3 separate regions of the Mus musculus genome follow, and regions 2 and 3 are each linked to region 1. The links are chromatin contacts, called in public HiChIP or PLAC-seq and promoter capture Hi-C maps. All regions are on one chromosome and are shown on one strand. The core of a region is the stretch at or near the end of the contact, and the rest is flanking DNA. Distances in the headings are between cores, read along the strand shown.

What was found. HiChIP or PLAC-seq counts read pairs in DNA pulled down with a chosen protein or histone mark. Capture Hi-C pulls out chosen DNA fragments and counts their contacts.
Region 2: a contact with region 1 is called in an H3K27ac HiChIP or PLAC-seq map of microglia, with 4 times the contacts expected there. The contact joins the promoter of Usp4 here to the promoter of Slc25a20 in region 1. A contact is called at or near these places in 1 of 484 Hi-C or Micro-C datasets (embryonic stem cells), 1 of 115 datasets of contacts at active chromatin or transcription factors (microglia) and 1 of 9 other capture datasets (adipose tissue).
Region 3: a promoter capture Hi-C map of adipose tissue shows a contact between it and region 1. The contact joins the promoter of Ccdc51 here to the promoter of Slc25a20 in region 1. A contact is called at or near these places in 1 of 484 Hi-C or Micro-C datasets (embryonic stem cells) and 2 of 9 other capture datasets (adipose tissue and pancreatic islet).

What each region holds. Positions count from the first base shown.
Region 1 is chr9:108,660,754-108,664,930 of GRCm38.p6, forward strand. It overlaps Slc25a20 (solute carrier family 25 (mitochondrial carnitine/acylcarnitine translocase), member 20), which reads left to right and starts at 1,383. Exons shown (of 9, transcript NM_020520.5): 1 at 1,383-1,579. The coding sequence starts at 1,475.
Region 2 is chr9:108,346,430-108,350,324 of GRCm38.p6, forward strand. It overlaps Usp4 (ubiquitin specific peptidase 4 (proto-oncogene)), which reads left to right and starts at 1,402. Exons shown (of 22, transcript NM_011678.2): 1 at 1,402-1,589. The coding sequence starts at 1,489.
Region 3 is chr9:109,080,272-109,084,391 of GRCm38.p6, forward strand. Ccdc51 (coiled-coil domain containing 51) reads left to right here and starts at 2,225. Exons shown (of 4, transcript NM_025689.4): 1 at 2,225-2,296. Tma7 (translational machinery associated 7) reads right to left here and starts at 2,110. Exons shown (of 4, transcript NM_183250.2): 1 at 2,056-2,110; 2 at 1,900-1,955; 3 at 1,731-1,818. The coding sequence starts at 2,071.

The DNA.
Region 1 (4,177 bases), core at 133-2,632:
ATAGATCTATTAATAGAAATCTCAAACTAATTATGTCTAAAATGTCCTTTACCATCCTCTAATCTGCTTGACCCCATCTCTTCCCCAATCTCAGTTAAAGATGATGTCTTCTCTCTAGTTGCTAAGGCCAAAAACATTAGCATTGTCCCGTAAGCCTCTCTCACAAAACTTTTTCTAAAAAAAAAATATATATTTACTCATTTTTATTTTGTGTCCTTGAGTCTTTGCCTCCATGAATGTATGTGTGCTTGGTGCCCAAAGAGGCCCAAAGAGGGCATTAGGTCTCATGGAAGTATAGTTTCAGACAGTTCTGGGCTGCTACGAGGGTGCAGGGAACAGAACCCAGGTACTCTGTAAGAGCAGCCAGTTCTCTGAGCTGCTGAGCCAGCTTCTGCAGCTTCTGCATGAGTAGTGAGCAGAATGAATTTCCGTTCACTAACAGGTCCTTCGGGTTTTCCTTTAGAAAATATTCACCATTGGATCGCACCTCGTTAACAACTCTGCTATGTGCTGGTCCAAGCCAACATTTCTACTCATGACCTTTAACTTTCTCCAGCCCCCTGGATTTCCTCTGGCTGTTTTCACCAGCAGTTACAGCGATCCTGATTTTTGTCTGTTTGTTTTAAAATCCGATCTGAGATTGTTAGTCTCCATCTAAAACCTGTCATAGAAGAGACTGATGTCCTCACAGTTCCTCCTGATGAGTAGTCTCCGTTTCTCCTGTCCTCACTGGCTGCTCCACCATCCCACCGCACCCCATTCCCACCCCTGTGGCCTGTGGTTTCTCAGATTTGACAACACAGACATCTCAGAGTTTTCAAATTTTCTTTATCTTCTGCCAGAAAGGTCCTTCATCCTTTACCGGGTATCTTTAGACAGGACTCATTTCCATGCCCTAGATCTTAATCCTTTGCCTTCCTAATGAGAGCTTCTCTTGTTTAACAAATTAGTTACAAATTATTTGTCTCCCACACTTTACTTCTTCCCGGATTTATTTTCCTATAGAGCCATTTTTACCATAGGACATATGCCATTTTTAACTTAGTCAAGGCTTATCAAAGACAGGGACCTCTATGGGGTACCTCCACTCTTCAGCACCTAAAAAAAAAAAAGTGGCTGTCACGCAAAAGGGTGTATGCGACCTCTGGGGAGTGCACAGATGCATAGGACCACAGAGGACCAGAGAAAGAAAAAAACTCAAGTCCAAGAAGACTTCCTGGAGGAGTAAGTCCCTGACAATCATTCCCAAGCCCCTCCCATACATCATTAGGGAAAGAGCCCCGCCCACTAAGGAGGAGGGCAGCCGGAAGTAGACTTCAGGGCGGAAGCCAGGCTAGTACGACTGGGCCCTCTTTCCGACCTGCCCACGGCCCCGCCCACCTGAATGTAGGTGAAAGGTCGGCGGAGCCGCTCGGGCAGCGGAGCAAGACCAAGACTGCCCGGAGCTGACAGACAGACAGACAGAAGACTGAGCATGGCAGACGAGCCGAAACCCATCAGTCCGTTTAAGAACCTCCTGGCTGGCGGCTTCGGCGGCATGTGCCTGGTGTTTGTGGGGCACCCCCTGGACACGGTCAAGGTGCGCGGAGTGTGGACGGGGGCTTGTGGAGGAATGCCCCGGGGCGGTGTGTGTGTGTGTGGGGGGGGGGGGGGGGGTTACGTGGAAAGTAGGGACCGCCGCGAGGTGCTGCCTTTCTGAACAGAAGTGGAGCCGGGCTGATGGATGCTTCCTTCCGTGGGAAGTTTACAGAGGGTTGGTATGTAGTTTACTAGGAAGCGCTGCTTTACCTAACCCGGCCAGAGGCTCTGCATTCAACTCCCTGGCACCTCAAAACAATTTTTTTTTCCTCTCGAGAATCAATACGAAATAGACAGAGGCTGTACCTCGCGCCCTAAGAGCCCTACAGCTCCTATTTCAAGGTCTTCGGATGGCAGTCTTTTTTTGAGCCCTGCGCACTTCTTTGGAGATGAGAAAGAAAAAGCTGCTGTCTGTGCCCGGTTAACCCTGATATTGTTATAAAGATTGGAACAGGTTATCTGTAGACTTGACCTCCCCCACAAATTAAGGACAAAGGTGGCAGAGATGTCCTTTGACACAGTCTCGTAAAGCCGGTGTGTCCCATAGCCTATCTCTTGTGCACTTTTCTTTGCCTGAAGAGGCACCTGGCCATTTACAGCCAGTCATTCACTGCAGGGTAAGCTGCATAGTCACCCCCATAGCAAGCAATGACCAGCCAGGCTCAGGTGTGGAAATCGAGGGGACCTTTCTCTCCTCAGCCTTTTATTCTTCCTCTTGCTGTACTCTCAGCCAGGTCTTGTGGAGACTAAAATCTATATTCGATGACTTAGCTCATAGATGAGCTCATATAAGCTCGTAGCTTATAGGTTTCTTTTTTCTTCTTCTTCTTCTTCTTCTTTTTTTATGGACATAGACCTGAAAGGAAATGACAGGTCATAGCCAGGATGAGCCTGTGAGAAGAAGACATGAGTCTTTTGTGTGTGTGGATGGCGTGTTGCTGGGGGCTGGAAGCCAGAGAAGATGTGAATCTCATAAAGGTGGTAACCTCGGTTGGGGGCTTGATAGGATGTCAGATCCAGTTTCCTCTGAAAGAGAACAGTATCCAAGGGCTCTTCCTTGGCAGGCTTGACAGCAGGCTATCTCACGGCCTCTGTTCAAAGTGAGGCTCACCACAGACAGCTCATCCCGAGGAGACTCTGTAGTGTTCATCTGTGAGAAATCAGATCCTATCAGTAGCAAAGGCTGTGCTTCTTATTCTTAGTGCTCCTAAGACAGTGGCAGGTTCAAGTAGCTCTGTCTAGCAAGGGGGAGTTTGTTTGGCCTTTATTTCTAATCTTATTCTACAGAGGCAGAAATCTTGTCCTGCACACCTGAGACTTTTAAAAAGCAATATCCTGACTCCTTATATAAGTGTACTCCTCTCTCGTCTCCTCTTGCTCTTGATGTTACACCCAGCAAGGGCCTAGTGACCTCTGTACAGGATTATAAACGACTGAAAGTGCTCACTGGAGTCTTGACAGAGAGGATTTTCCTTTGCAGTATAAACCAAACCCATGGCTGACCACTGTCCTTTTGACCTCGGAAAGCTGGGTGGTTACCAACTAAAAGCTGATGCTTTTGTGATTTGGTGTTTGTTTTTGTATTTGTTTTTATTTGTGTTTTTTTTCCCCTTTGAAGACACAGTCTCATGTATCCAATGCTGGCCAAAAACTCAAAATGAAGCAATTAACCTTGAATTTCTGCCCTCCTGCCTCCCAGGTACTTGAAGGTTCTTTCAAGGTTTCAAAGAAACTAAGCCTTGGCCCCTATGTCCTGGTCAGTAAGAATTGCCACACTTTAGAACTGGGGCGGGGAAAACATTTTACAGACAGTAGTGTTGGAGCAGGCATTGAAAAGCTGGCTGATTGGGAGCTGGAGAGATGGCTCAGCGGTTAAGAGCACTGACTGCTCTTCCAGAGGTCCTGAGTTCAATTCCCAGCAACCACATGGTGGCTCACAAACATCTGTACTGGAATTGATGCCCTCTTCTGGTATTCATATACATAAAATAAATAAATCTTAAGAAAGAAAGAAAGAAAGAAAGAAAGAAAGAAAGGAAGGAAGGAAGGAAGGAAGGAAGAAAGAAAGAAAGAAAGAAAGAAATTATTTGTGTCAAGAGATGGAGGTTATGCTTGGGCTCAGCAACACGGGCTTCCACTCACCAAAGCTGACTTGGCTACAGCTGCTGCTGATTGCCAGATCTGCCAACAGCAGAAACCAACACTGAGCCCCAGATATGGCACCATTCCTCGAGGTGACCAGCCAGCAACCTGGTGGCAGGTTGACTACATTGGACCACTTCCTTCGTGGAAAGGACAGCGTTTTGTTCTTACTGGAGTAGATACTTATTCTGGTTATGGATTTGCCTTTCCTGCACGTAATGCTTCTGCTAAAACCACCATTCATGGACTGACAGAATGCCTTATCTATCGTCATGGTATTCCACACAGTATTGCTTCTGACCAAGGAACTCATTTCACAGAGTGAGTTCCAGGACAGCCAGGGCTACACAGAGAAACCCTGTCTCGAAAAAAAAAAAAAATCAAAAAAAGAAAAAAGAAAGAAAATGGACCATGTGTCACAAAGGATCCAAGATAAAATATCCATAGTAGCTCCAGA
Region 2 (3,895 bases), core at 152-2,651, 310 kb before region 1:
AAAAAAACCGAAACAAAACAGGATTTGCCTGAAAAGCAAAAGCTCACCAGTTGCCCGGGCATCTCCACAGATGGCTTTCTACCATGCTTTTAAACCTGTTCCAGAGCAAGATTTTCAAGACTTGCAATCTTTTCTTTTTCTTCTTCTTCTTCTTCTTCTTCTTCTTCTTCTTCTTCTTCTTCTTCTTCTCCTTCTCCTTCTCCTTCTCCTTCTCCTTCTCCTTCTCCTTCTCCTCCTCCTCCTCCTCCTCCTCCTCCTCCTCCTCCTCCTCCTCCTCCTTCTCCTTTTCTCCTTCTCCTTCTCCTTTTCCTTCTTCTCCTCCTCCTCCTTCTTCTCCTCCTTCTCCTCCTCCTTCTCCTCCTTCTCCTTCTTCTTCTTCTTCTTCTTCTTCTCCTCAAGACAGGGTTTCTTGTAGCCTTGGTTGTCCTAAAATTCTCTCTGTAGACCAGGCTGGCTTCGAATTCAGAGATCTGCCTACCTCTGCCTCCTGAGTGCTGGGTTAAAAGCCTGTGCCATCACCGCCCGGAAGAAAACGGAATCATTGTTTCAGGAAAAAATTAAGATGCCTGGACCTCTGTCGGCTTCGGTGGTTGCTACTCTCTCCTTGACCTGGATGGCTGACAGGATACAAAGTTGTTTAAGACAACTTTGTTTTTTGCGTCTATTTATGACTTTATTTTTGTTTTTTGCAGGTGTGGTGATGTATGCTTTTAATCCCAGCACTCTGGAGAAAAGGGCAAATGGGCCTAAATTCGAGACTAGCCTAGATTACATAAACAGCTCCAGGACAGCAGCTAGAAGAAACCTGTCCCAAACAAACAACAAATTTCACTATTGTGTGCCTGTTTGGCGAACGCGTGCCACAGTGTCTGTGTCGAGAACAAAGGACAACTTTAAAGAGTCAGTTTTCTTTTTCCACTTTTACACGGGTTCTGGGGATCAAACCCAGTTGTCACCCACGTAGCCATCGCGCCGGCCCTTGTTTGAAACAACTATTAATGGCTGGACCACACCGGACAGTCCAGATCTCAATGCGTCCGTGTGCACTTGGCTACAGGGGCTGCCGAGGCAGTAAATTCAATCTCGCATTTAGGCAGTCTTGCTGAAAGCCGCATGGAACCGAGTGGAAACAAGAAAAGCAAGCGGCAGGCTCCTCCTGCACGGATTTAGCATCAGGCTAACCTCACAGGCCAGGATGGAGCGAGTGACTGATGGGTCGAGGGCGGGCCAGCAGTCAGATCGCAGGAGCCGCTCAGACACGGGTGGATGTGGCCGCCGCCTCTGGGCGTCCAGCCTGCTTCTGTCCGCTTCGGCTCCGGAGGGGGCGGGGGGGGGTTAACAGCGCGTGGGGGCGGGGAGAAGAGGCGAAAGTCGACGGCGGTGCCGGGCGCGCGCACGTGCGTGGTTACGTGCGTGCGTGGGCGCGGCCCATAGCACGCCGTGCGCTAGGCGGATGTCCGGGCCGGCTGGGCCGGGGCGGCGGACGAGATGGCGGAAGGCCGGGGCAGCCGTGAGCGACCGGATGTGGAGACCCAGAAGACGGAGCTCGGAGCCTTGATGGGGACCACGCTCCAACGTGGGGCGCAGTGGTGAGCGTCCGCCCTGCCCTCCTGCGGCGCAGAGCGTCTAGCCGGCTCGCTGGCCCTCAGGCCGGACCTCTGTCCTCAGTTTTAGGTGGAGGCGGGCCGGGGGCGGTGCCTGGAGTCTGAAAGAGTGGCTTGACAGCGGCCGCTGATGAAAGAAACCCCGGGATCAGCTGGGGGACAGCGCTGACAGGCGTGGGGTTTGTCCCGGTCCATTCGGATTCACAGTAGTCTTGGACCGGCGGGGACAGGGGGTGTAGAATATAGAAAAGGGGGCGCGCTGGGGTCGGCGGGAGCGGGAAGGTGGGGGAAAGCACTTAACCACCGAAGACTTGGGCGCTTGATGGTGACCTTGGTGGGGGAAGTTTCCACCCCTTACACACCTCCGATCCTTAACAATTAAAACCTCGGTAGCAATTTGTGGCTTAGGACGCTCCTGGCGTGGAGAGAGGATCCGAAGTGGATACTTTGTAACTTGTAAACTGTGATACTTTGTAACTTGTAAACCGTGGGACAGGATTCAAAGCCAAAAACTAGAAGCCAGTTGTCAGATGGTCCGGGACAATTGTAGCAGTAGTTAGATGTAAGAGTGGGAGGGGAGGGGAAGGGAGGGGAGCTTGACTCCTGGAGCAAAATAGAAGATCGAAAGTTACAAGACTTTGCCAGGCACGCTGGCATATGCTTTATTGGTTTGCAGGAGCAGAGGCTGTAGGATTGCTGTAGGTTCAGGGCTGGTCTCATACAGTGAGCAGCACCCCCCCCCCAAAAAAAAAGTTCCAGGTTTACTAGAGCAGATTCAAATATGAGGCCTCTTAAGAGATTGTTAACTAGAAGGGATTGTACTCCCCAGTCGGGGAGAAATGCCTGGGTGGTGCTGCTGTGTAGGAGTCAAATAATAGGGTAGGTTTCTCATTGATTATGACCAATATGAGGACTGAAAAAGAGAACAGAACTTATGTGTTTGGGGTGTGGTCTAGGTGTAGTTTATGGTGTTTAAATTGAGCCAGTGAAAGGCCAGACAAATAGAGAGAGGTACTTTAGAAATTCTGCAAAGGGATGACACAGAAAGAATATTCAGGTTGGTCTGGATGCTCATGCCTGTAGTCTTAGTCCTGGAGGAGTATTGCTGCCAAATTTCAGGGCCAACCTCAGTGACATAGTAAAAGCCTTGTCTCAAAAAAAAAAAAAAAATGGTGGTGGGTAATGTGATTAATAACTTAGTAACATAGTTTTACTTGTAGAAAGAGTCCATTTGAAATGATTGCTCATGGGCTGGTGAGACTGCTCAGCATCTGAGAACTTAGATTATTCTTGCAGTGCCTGAGTCTGAGGCCCAGCACTCGGGTTTGGTGCCTCCCTGCCATCTGTAACTCAAGCTCCAGCTCCAGGGATAGCAACTCCCCTGACCTCCGTGGGCACTGGGAGTCATGCTCAAACTCAGGCACATAACCAAAGCATAATTAAAAAGAAAAACTCAGCCCAGGAGCGGTGGCACACATCTTTAGTCCCAGCGCTTGGGAGGCAGAGGCAGGTGGATCTCAGAGTTTGAGGCCAGCTCAGTCTACAGACAGGACAGACAGAGAAACCATGTTTCGAAAAACTGAAATAAATTAAATCCTAACTAGGCATAGTGTCACACAACTTTAATCCCAGCCTCTGGGAGGCATACACAGGTGGATCTCTCTAGTTCAAGGCTATCCTGGGCTACATACTGAGGGTGCACCTCCCCCCCCCCCCCCGCCATCTCCAAAGTTAATTAGTTTTAAAATTCTTTCAATAATCGTTTATGGTTTTGGTTGTTTGTTTCTGAGACAAGGTCTCCCTGTGGCCCCTACTGGTTTGGAACTTGAGATGTAGCCAGGCTGGCCACAGACTTGCAGACTCTTCTGCATCTGCCTCCTGTGTGCTGGGATTACAGATAAGTGATCGCAGTGTCTTGTGTGTGAGAGAGAAAGAGACAGGCAGAGAGAGAGGGGGGGGAGGGAGAGGAATATGAGAATGTATGGCACACGCTATGCATGCAGATGCCTATGCAGAATAGAAGAGGCTGTTGGATTTCCTGGAGCTAGAGTTGTGCATACCATACATGGGTGCTAGGAACCAAACTTGAGTCCTTTGGCAGAGCACAAGACTCTCTTAACCTCTGAATTATCTTTCCAGTCCCTTGTTCATTTTTTTTCAGACGTGGTCATATTAGGTAACCTTGACTGGTCTGGAATTCCCTATGTAGACCAAGCTGGACTGGAACTCATAGACATCCAAGTGTCTATGCCTCCTGAGTGCTGGGATGTAAAGGCCAGCATGTGCTAGCA
Region 3 (4,120 bases), core at 975-3,474, 420 kb after region 1:
AGCACCCAGAGCTATACAGAGACCCTGTCAAAAACAGAACAAGAGCACAAAAGAACCATGACAAAACAAATCTTAAGAGTCCAGGTACAGAGGTGCACCCTAGCATATCGAGGTCAAGGTCACAGGATGGGGAATTATTAGGAGACCTTGTTTAAAACAAACAAGAAACCCAAAATGGATGGGGCTCAGTGAGAAGTAGTACTCGTTACAAGTTCCTTTATCAGAAATTCCTGGGATTTGGGGGACATTTGCATACACATGATATCTCAGGGACCGGATCCAATTGTGGAGCCAGCACTTACTCATGCTTCATCTCACCCCCATGCACATGGCTTGAAGTGAATGTAACACAACACTTCCAGGGCCTCTGCACTTGACTGTAATGCATCATCCAACACCAGGAGTTTGCTTCTGGTGTTAGCTCTCAGATCTGGGACACTTTGGATTTGCAGATTATAAACACTTTGTCTGTACAGGATTTAACCAAGGTCTGACCTCCTTATACATAATCGCAGATTAAAGGTGCCAGATAACTGACCTCATTTTAAAAAGCAATCACAACAGCTACAATTACATTGCTATGTGGATAAACAACAGATCGAACCCAATGCAATAGGTCTTGGGGTGACAGTTCCAGTATCTATGTGACACTGATAACAGGCAGAAATAATTGCTAGTTAGAAAATGCAAAATAGTGCTTTTACAATGCACACAAAGTCAGGCTGGTTGCACAGACTCTAATCTTGGCTATCTAGGTGAAGGCAGGAGAATCTAAAATTCAAGGCCAGCCTCAGAAACTTTTTTTTGGCAGGGTTTCTCTGTGTAGCCCTGGCTGTCCTCGAACTCAGAAATCCCCCTGCCTCTGCCTCCCAAGTGCTGGGATTAAAGATGTGAGCCACCACTGCCCAAATGGTAGAGAACTTGTCTATCAATTTAAAAAACAACAACAAAGGTTAGAGAGATGGCTCAGCATTTAAGAGTACTGGCTGCTCTTCCAGGGGATCTGGGTTCAATTCCCAGTTCACAACTGTCTGTAACTACAGTCCCAGGAGACCTTTGTCTGGTCTTCCAGGGCACTGCACACACATGGTACACAGATATGCATGCATAAAAAACACCTATATGCTTAAATACAAAAATTAAAACTTTTCTTAATGAGATATTAGGACTCCTGGACCTGTGATTCACTCTCAAGAGAAAAAATCGTGGGCAAGGCACAGAGAGAGCATGGAGCGTAGGCTACAGCTCAAGAGGGAGGGTTTGCTTTGCACAAATGAGTGTGCTCCCCAGCATAGCCACAAAACAAAATAGTACCCAGAGCGAAATACATGCTAAGGAGCCTGGACTTTTATCCTCTAGTCTAGATAGCACGACTCAGTATCATTACTGATAACACGACCAGCAAGTAAAAAAAGTCCTATGTTCTAAGGTTAACAACCTATAAAGTGAATTGCTAGTTTGTAACCAGAAACAGGAGGATACTCAGAAACTTAGCTATATGTGTCTGTGCGGCGTACATGTTGGTGTTTCCACTTCTGTAGCTTCTCCATGAACTGGAAGCCCATGACTGTCTTGAGAGGCAACGTTTCCACTCCCGCCCTCTTCGAACTGCACAAACCCAAGGCAGGGGGCTTGGCCAGAGTGTACACCAGACCCAGTAGTTCACCAACGACCCCCGGAACAGACCTGTCCTGCCCTAGTATACCTACAATAGCTCGATCTTCACTTACCCAGGGGGCCCTTCCCGGCGGCCTTGGCTTTTAGCTCTTCGAGTTTCTTCTGTTCCTCCTTTTGTTTCTGCTTGAAAGCCTTATCTTCCTGCAGAGAGGCAAAGCAGGTTCACTCCAGTCCAGTCGCCCATACCCTCAGCGCCCGCCCGGCCTCCGCTCCCGTCCTCACCTCGTCCATCTCCTTGGCCTGCTTCTTGGGCTGTTTCAGGGGCTTCTTTTTGCCACCTGTGGGCGACACGAGCATGCTCGGCCCATCCCCGCCATCGATCGCCCTCCCATGGTTCCCCATCCATCCGTCCCACCCCCGATCTCCAAATAGCCTTACCTTCCCGGCCCGACATGGCGCCTCCAGCCCCTTCACCAGCCCCTGATCGTATGCCGGAAACAGGACTTACAGCCTTCGCTTATGCCGCACCTATGCGTGGCCCCTGATTGGCTGCTAGGCAGGAAGTCACCCTCACGTATTTTAAAGGATGCCTTCAGGGGCGGGTGCTGACCGGTCAGGGGTCAATTGAGTGGCAGACGCGGGGCTTTCTGCTGGAGCCTAATAGGCTTAGGCAATTCAGGTACGGGGCGGAAGGCTCCTTCTGCCTGGGTTTATCCGAAACCGTGGGAGTGGGGGATGGTGTCTGCCTATAAAGCTTGTAATCCGGCACAGAAAGAAAGCATTGCAGGTGGAGGGGAGGGTACATGCAAGTGCCTTTCCGGAACCGAGGAAAGCTCAAGTGGCGGGCACGAGATGGGATAGGAGATGGCAGAAGTGGGTAGTGGCCAATTATCACCCAGTCCTCAGCTTCAGAAGCCGCGGGAAAAAGTTCGGACTTATTGAAACAATGAGTGCAAGTGTTTGCAAATTCTTTCTTCTAGTTCGTTTTTTTGAGTATGTACTTTGTATAGATACATTGTATTCTGGACTGAGGCTTGAGGAACGCTGACATTGTAGCAAGACAAACCTACCGCAGAGCAAATAAGTAAAATACGCATCACACCTTATGTGACCTGTGTGGGGAGGAAAAAAAAAAAAAGCAGAGAAAGTGGTTAAGGAATGCTCCCTTGGTGGGATGTCATTTTTGCTAGGGTAGTTAAAAAAGACTTCTCCAGGGGCTCTCTGAGCAGGACTTTAGGAAGGCCAGGGAGACAACTGTGAACAGGGAAGAGCTAGGCAGTGCCAAGGCCCTGAGTGGAAGACGGCCTTGTGTGTTCCAGTCCTTCATATGATTGGAAGGAGTGAGAAAGCAGTCGAAAATGGAGAGACAATGAGAGTCAGATCCCCTGAAGCTGTGGAGAAGGCGTTGACTTTTGCCCTGAAGAAACTGCGGGACTGTTGAAGGCTGTTGAGATGGAATGGAGATGAGTGAGGGGTAGTCCAGCCATGGCATGCTAGCCAGCGAGACCACTTTGTATACCTGACAGAGATGGGGGTTGGGGAGACTCCTAGGCTTAGAAAGTCAGCAGGATTTTGCTAATAGATTGGATTTGAGTTAGGAGAGAAAACAAGAGGGATTAATTAGGGTGATGTGAGTTTGTCAGCCTAGCATTTGTACCTGAGTTCCCATTAACCACAGTAGCAGGAAAGATGGATTACTATTACGTTTCAAGCAGTGATACAGTTAGATAATATAAAATCCTGAAGAGATGCTTCAGCTGAAGAAGTGACGGAGGGGTGTGTGTGTGTGTGTGTGTGTGTGTGTGTGTGTGTTTGCTTGCTTGAATGAATGTGTGCAATAAAGGCTTGAACCTAGGGCCTCACTCATGTTAGGTAAGTGCTGTATAATTGAACTATATGCCCAGTTTTTGAGGGAAAAATCTAGTTATGAGTGTGTGAATGTATGTGTATATGAGAGAGTGAAAGAAAGACCCCAGAGGCCAGAGCCATCGGGTACCCCAGAGCAGGAGTTACAGGTAGTTGTGACTTGCCTAGTGTGGCTAAGTGCTAGGAGTCAAACTAATTTATATGCCCTCTTAGCCTCTGAACCATCTCTCCAGCCCAGTTATTATTTTTTTTAATAACAGGTTTACTGATATAAAGCTTACTATATAGCTTAGCTATTTAATTTATATAATTCAGTGATTCTAATACATCAAAGATTATACAAATATTACTACAACCAACTATGGAAGCATTTCCTCCCACTCTTTCTGGGTTTGAAATAGAGACTCACGCTGTAGACGTCTTCCTGCCCAGCCTCCCAAGTGTAGGGATTGCAGGTCTGAGCACCTTATGGAGCAGGCGGAGTCTTTTCACTTTCCTCCCAATGCTGGGATCAAGCCCAGGGCTCCCCGATACTGTACCACTTAGCCTAGCCCTGTGGGGTTTCTTGTTTGTTTTGTTAATATATTTTTAATTTTTACGCATGTATCTGTGTGTCTGCTTGTCCATCCATGTACCA